Linked DNA regions of Muntiacus reevesi: region 1 is linked to region 2. Evidence: chromatin contacts called from public Hi-C data. All regions are on one chromosome and are shown on one strand. Each heading gives the region's core, a stretch centred on a gene start, on an enhancer-like site or on the middle of the called end of the contact. The rest is flanking DNA. Distances are from core to core; before and after follow the strand shown.

The links. A called contact is a pair of places that touch in the nucleus more often than the background predicts.
Region 1: a contact with region 2 is called in a Hi-C map of blood, with 2.4 times the contacts expected there. The contact joins the promoter of C18H17orf107 here to the promoter of MED11 in region 2. A contact is called at or near these places in 2 of 3 Hi-C or Micro-C datasets (blood and muscle).

What each region holds. Positions count from the first base shown.
Region 1 is chr18:35,454,644-35,457,919 of mMunRee1.1, forward strand. It overlaps C18H17orf107 (chromosome 18 C17orf107 homolog), which reads left to right and starts at 1,941. Exons shown (of 3, transcript XM_065909628.1): 1 at 1,941-2,051; 2 at 2,173-2,373; 3 at 2,472-2,756. The coding sequence starts at 1,986. The coding sequence ends at 2,756. It overlaps CHRNE (cholinergic receptor nicotinic epsilon subunit), which reads right to left. Exons shown (of 12, transcript XM_065909231.1): 7 at 3,275-3,276; 8 at 3,083-3,197; 9 at 1,694-1,808; 10 at 1,422-1,608; 11 at 1,231-1,337; 12 at 829-1,113. The coding sequence ends at 964. It overlaps MINK1 (misshapen like kinase 1), which reads left to right. Exons shown (of 33, transcript XM_065911106.1): 33 at 1-314.
Region 2 is chr18:35,321,633-35,324,881 of mMunRee1.1, forward strand. MED11 (mediator complex subunit 11) reads left to right here and starts at 1,573. Exons shown (of 3, transcript XM_065909753.1): 1 at 1,573-1,794; 2 at 1,976-2,106; 3 at 2,935-3,249. The coding sequence starts at 1,710. The coding sequence ends at 3,072. PELP1 (proline, glutamate and leucine rich protein 1) reads right to left here and starts at 1,606. Exons shown (of 19, transcript XM_065909741.1): 1 at 1,271-1,606.

The DNA of each region.
Region 1 (3,276 bases), core at 691-3,190, 130 kb after region 2:
ACCAGCCACTCCAGGGGCAGGGACCATTTCCTCATTTTCTGAAAGCACTTTAATGATTCCCCTCCCCCCAAACCCCAGGGAATGGAGGGGGGACCCCGCCAGCCAAAACATTTACCCCTTTCCAACCCCCATCTCTTCTAGCCTCTGCCCTTCCCTGGTGGAGGGGGGAGCAGGGAGCTCTCACCCTCTCCCCCCCCTTGCTTGCATCTGTATATAGTGTGAGCAGCAAGTAGCCCGCCCCCTCCCTGCCCCCACCCCTCCTCAATGTAGTGGCCTTGGAGATCTCGTTTGTTAATAAAGACAATTCAACCAGCTCCCACCACTTCAGGCCCTAGGTTACTCTGTTTTCTCTCATCATCCTGGGTTCTAGCCAGGGCCCACCAGCATGACTGGGATGAAGGGGGTGGGAATCTGCAATCCCTGAGCCTTAGAGGAGAGGGGGTGGATGGGCAGTGCTGGGCTGAGAGAACCTACAAGAAATAACTAAGGGACGGCCCAGGCATCCTCCGCCTTAAACCTGTGGACCTGGAGCTGGGACCGTTCGGTCCCTACCCACTCCAGCCTGGCCAGGCCACAGAGGTGCCTGGCTTCAGCCTCTCAATGTGCAAGTCTTGCAAATGGGTCTCTCCTGTTTAGCCTCTGAGAGGCTCACAGGGCTAGAGGATCACATGGGCCTGGGGCCCAAGAAAAACTGGGAGGTCAGGAAGACTGAAGTGAGAGTGGTTCTTGCTTTCCGGAGGGCTGACATGCAGGAGCCTGCCTGCACCATCTACAGCTCTTTCTGATGCCAGCCAGGTGGCTCGACCCACACATGTGCACACGCATGACTTCTTGTGAAGTTGAATACAGATTTATCGTTGGCAGTGGGAAAGGATAGTAATGCAGCAGTGGTAGCAAGGTGTTTTTCAAATATCCTCCTGGAGATGAGTGGGAATTCTTGTCGGTGTGGCTGTGGCCTCAGGTCTACATACACGGCGGATAAGGCAGCTGGGGCACTCGGTTGAAGTAGGCCCCGAGGAAGATGAGGCTGGAGCCCATGAGGAAGAGGACCAGAGCGGCCCAGAAGCAGATGTTGTCAAGGGCCTTCCCCATGCGCACCCAGTCGGACACCTCCTGGGGAAGGGGTGGGCACAGGTTGAGTCCCTAAAAGCTGCAGGAGCCAGCTTTGCAGGAGTCAGGGATGGTGGAGGCCCCCTAGCGCCCCACCCCACCTGGGTGCTCCCGCCCCACCTCGCCAGAGGCCTCCTGGTCCCGCGTGCTCGAAGCCACGAAGTTCACGGCATCCACACAGCAGCGGATCTCGGGGGCGGCAGCGCCCAGGTTCTGGCACAGGGTAGCTGGTGGGGGCGACCCGGGGTGGGTGATCTAGAGCCTCGCCCTTGAAGGCGCCCCCCTTGGCCCACCCGGCCCAGTCCGCTCACCGGTCCAGGTTCCGTGCCGGTGCCTCTGCTGCTCAAACACGAGTTCGCTCCGCGGCTTTTTCAGTATCAGCTCCTCCGCGCGGAGCAGGAGGCCCAGCGATGACGCCCGCCTTGGGGGCGAGGCAGCCCGGGGGATCTCGGGGGGCGCGCCGGAGCCCAGGAGTTGGGGCAGCAGCTCCAGCAACACCTGGGGTGGGGTGGGTGGGGCGGGGCGGGGCGAGGTTAGCTTGAAGCCCCACCTCCTGCCCGGAGCCCGCCCACCGGGTGCTTACGTGGCGCAGCCGCGGGGACATGGCGTGAGTGGTGGGCGTCCGCAATGACACGTTGAGCACGATGACGCAATTCATGACAATGAGTGTGGCAACCACCATGACGAAAATGAGGTACCTGAGGAGCCCAGAGTTCGTGATGTCACAGCCTCCCCTGAGCCACAGAGCTGCCGCTGGTCCTCTGACCTCACAAACGCACCTTTCCGCACGCGTGAAGCTACTCCTCCTGGCGGGGCCAGACGGTCCGCCCTCCGGCCCAGTCTTTCTCTCCGCCCTCACACGGCCAGTGGCAACCATGAAGGGGACCCCCAGTTCCCTGGAAACCCTGCTGTGGGTCTACCACTTCCACAGCTCCACGGAGGTGCGCCTACGCGGATACCCGTAAGGGCTGCACCTCGAGACGCTCTGGGAAGGTTTCCAGCGTCCCCTCGGTGACCTCTGCCCTATGTCCCGATGACACCACTGCCCCTGTGCCTTTCCAGGTAGCCCTCCAGCCCCCGCTTCTGTCTTCCCTGGAGCTCGTTGCGGCCGCAGCCCATGAGTATCTGGAGCAGAGGTTCAGAGAACTGAAGTCCCTGGAGCCTCGAGAGCAGGAGAACCCGCCTGCCGGGAAGCCCACCCTGGGGCTAGTGCTAAGAGAAGCCGCGGCCAGCGTAGTGAACTTCGGGGCCACTTTGTTAGAGGTGGGGCGCCGGGGCGGGGGACAGAGGAGGGGGTGGGGGAAGTGGATTGAGGAGCAGAGACCTCTGCATCCCCACCAACTTCTGTATCCCCACTACAGATCTCAGCCCTGTGGGTGCAGCAGGAGCTACGGCGACTAGACGGCGGCCCGGGTCCGGGGCCAGACGCTGGGGATCCGGGCGGAGCCCTGGCCCGGTTAGCCCAGGCCACGGGGCAGGGCGCTCTGCAAGTGGGGGCTGCAGCAGGCGCAAGCGCCCGGCTCCTGCTCCAGGGGGCCTGGCTATGCCTGTGTGGACGAGGTCTGCAGGGGTCCGCCTCATTCCTGCAACAGTGGCAACGCCAGCTGGACCTCGGAACCCCTGAAGAACCGGTGAGTTCAAGATGAGGGGAGAGTTGGGGGCCAGAGGCGTCCCGGCTGGGTGGTACTGAGCCGGCCCACCCCCAGCAGAGATGCTCCGGAGACCTCAAGTTGGCGTCCAGCAGCACTGCAGAGGACGGGGGACCGAAGAACCCACCACGATCCCAGCCCCGCCCCACGTCCAAATAAAACCCAGGTGGGGACCATACAGTTAAGGCTACTCGGAGTCCTTAGGTATTGGCCCTGCCCTCTGTATTGAGACCCCCCTGGCCCCGCCCCGTGCTCGTCTGGCCCCGCCCTTCACGCTATCCACGCCCCGCGTAGGCACCGCCGGGATCCTCTCCGCCCCTCACCTGCCCAACAGCGGCACGCTCAGAGATGTCTCTGGGATTTTCTGGGCAATCAGGAACAAGAAGACGGTCTGGGCGAGCAGGACGTTGATGGAAACGGTGCATTTCTGGCCGCCGGCTGGAGGGAGAGCCTGATGAGGACAGGCCCCGCCCCCCAGGAAGGGCCCAGGTTTGGGGTCTGGGCGACTCGCATACCC
Region 2 (3,249 bases), core at 323-2,822:
TAGTCAAAGCTATGGTTTTTCCAGTAATCATGTATGGATGTGAGAGTTGGACTATAAAAAAAGCTGAGTGCAGAACTGATGCTTTTGAACTGTGGTGTGAGAGAAGGCTCTTGAGAGTCCCTTGGACAGCAAGGAGATCCAACCAGTCCATCCTAAAGGAAATCAATTCTGAATATTCATTGGAAGGACTGATGCTGAAGCTGAAACTCCAATACTTTGGCCACCTGATGTGAAGAACTGACTCATTGGAAAAGACCCTGACTCTGGGAAAGATTGAAGGCAGAAGAAGAAGGGGACGACAGAAGATGAGATGGATGGATGGCATCACCGACTAAATGGACATGAGTCTGAATAAACTCCGGGAGTTGGTGATGGACAGAGAGGCCTGGCACGCTGCAGTCGATGGGGTAGAAGAGTTCGACAGGACTGAGTGACTGAACTGACTGACAGCCCAGCTGCACTGTAATGCCATTGATTTAGGGGTAAATCAAGTTGCTTCTAAGATCGGTTCACTGCTGGTTTAGTTAACCATATGACTTTCTGTTTTTCTAGTTTCTATCGAAAGTTTTGCTATTATTAATAACTCCTCTCTTTCCTTGACCCCTTTCTTAAATCCCCTTATTGTATAGGATTTAGAAAACGAGTGAAGTTAAATGCTAGATCCCTCAAATTTAACTAAAAGCCTCCACTCGATTGCTAACCCTGGGCAAACCGGCTTCATTCTCAACCTTCCCTAAACTGTCAAAATTGATCTTTCCTGAAGATCTTTCCTTTATTTTGCCTTCAAAATAAAGTTCAAATTCCTTAGCTTGCAAGCCATTTTCTGGTCTGGCTCCCCACTCCGATCTCCCCAGTCACACCTAGCCACCAACCACGCTGCGTTCACTCCAGTCAAACTTACTGGACTTCCAATGTGTCGGCCCCTCACAGCACTACGCGATCGCTGTGACTTTCCCTTCTCCACTCCAACCTCTCAGCCACCTGGTTAAGCCCCAAATGCAGTTCAAGCAACATTTCCTCCTAACATTTCCTCCTAGAATCCTGTCTCTGTTCCTAGAAATACACCCTGGGCGTATCCCTAATAAAGCACCTATCCACCCTCACGTGAGAGTCCACCTCACTCACCTTTGTATCCCCAGAGCCAACCACATAATAAGCAATCAGAGAGGGAAACAGCTGACAGGATCAAGCGCCTCAGAATATATTGACAGTCCGTGTCTTAGCGGAGCTCCGGGTCAGAGGGAAGCGCTACGGCGAATGTCACACTCACCAAGTCGTTTTCCCCGGGCCCCGATAGGTGGCGGAGTGGGATAGGCAGACGGAGGGTCCATGGCTGTCCAGTCTGTAATACCCCAGAGGTCCTACCATCATCACCTAGCACCCGCAGACGCTCAAGAAATTCTTGTAGAAGAAATTAAACAGACCACAACAGTGTTGTGAAGGTAGACAGGTCTGAATGGCCTTAGGCTGGAGATTTTCCGATACTCCGTCTTACCACAGGTGGTCACGCGGTGGGGTCGCGCAGCAGGGCATGCGCAGGAGACCCTGGTAGTTGTAGTTCACCAGGTAAAACGAGAAACGAAAGACCACGCTGAGCATCCTGGGAACTGTAGTGTTGGCTAAGGTGCGCCCTCTGCGCAGGCGCAAGTCGACAGTCACTTCCGGGCGCTTTTCCGTAGTATTTCTCAAAAGAAAACCCCAGGGTAACGATGGCTACCTACAGCTTGGCGAACGAGCGACTACGCGCCCTGGAAGACATCGAAAGAGAAATTGGAGCCATTCTTCAGAATGCAGGTTCGAGATACGACGACGAGAGGGGTAACGAGCGCGAGAGCAAGCGTGACCGCTTGCACATGGGCGGCCCAAATGGGGTTGGAAGGGATCCTAACTGGGTGTAGGGGTGGATGGGGCTGGCCCTGGGGCGGGGCTATACTGGCAGTCTCCGGATAGCCCCGCCTGCTCTCCTCTCTGGCAGGTACCGTGATCTTGGAACTGTCCAAGGAAAAAACCAACGAGAGGCTCTTAGACCGACAGGCAGCGGCCTTCACCGCGTCGGTGCAGCACGTGGAAGCGGAGCTGTCGGCTCAGATCCGCTATCTCACTCAGGTGTGTTTGGTGGGACGTGCTACGCTCCCACCCCAGCTCTCTGCCTTAGCCTTATCCTTCAAGAGTACCGGGCAGAGCTTTGGTCCCCGGAGCCAAGCAAGACCAGCCCTTCCCAGCAGGCCCGTCGATCCTGGCAGCATCCCTCCCTTCCAGGACAGGTTTCTTGTGTCACTGAGTTGCGTCACATGAGCCAGTGGGTGGGAAAGTCCTGGGAGAGGGCATCTAAACAATACGAAAGCTATAGGATTTGCCCTTAGACATTTGACCTGACCTCAAGTGTATAGCGCCCCAGATGGCTACTTCATGAGAAAAGGAACAGGACTGAAAGGGTTCTGAGGTTATTACAACAGGAAGCACCATGTACTAAACTTGTACAGTGTGCTAGACATTCTGCATTATCTAATCCTATAACAACTCTGAAAAGTGAAACTGTTAGTCTCTCAGTTGTGTCCGACTCTTTGTGACCCTGTGGACTGTAGCCCGCCAGGCTCCTCTGTCCATGGAATTTCCTAGGCAAGAATACTGGAGTGGGTAGCCATTCCATTCTCCAGGGGATCTTCCCTACCCCGGGTTTCCTGCATTGCAGGCAGACTCTTTACCATGTGAGCCATCAGGGAAGCCCATAACAACTCTCGGAAGTAGTTACAGTCATCCCCGCTTTACAGAGGAGGTTAATAGAAGTACAGTGATGTGACCTAGGTAATCCAGCTAATCATCTGGCATAGCAAATTCAAACTCAGGGAAGAAATGAGGCAAAAGACCTGATGACTTGTTGGGGAGATGGCTGAGGGAAGGGGTGCTTCATTGATCAATCTGAATGTCCTGTAGGTGGCCACAGGGCAGCCCCACGAGGGCTCCAGCTACTCTTCGAGGAAGGACTGTCAAATGGCCCTGAAGCGAGTGGACTATGCTCGCCTCAAGCTCAGTGAGGTGGCCCGAACCTGTGAGCAGATGCTGGAGAACTAGGCCAAGCCAGTGAACAGCTTGGAGGGAGAGCTCCACATACACCCCAGAGCAGAACCTGGAGAGCGTGGGCTGCCCTGTACCTGCCGTACTGGTCAGAGGCCGTGAGGACGAGGGTGCAGAAGGTGTGAAGGAAGGCACTTGGAGACCAAGCCCATGCACAGCTGTGCCCTAGCTCCT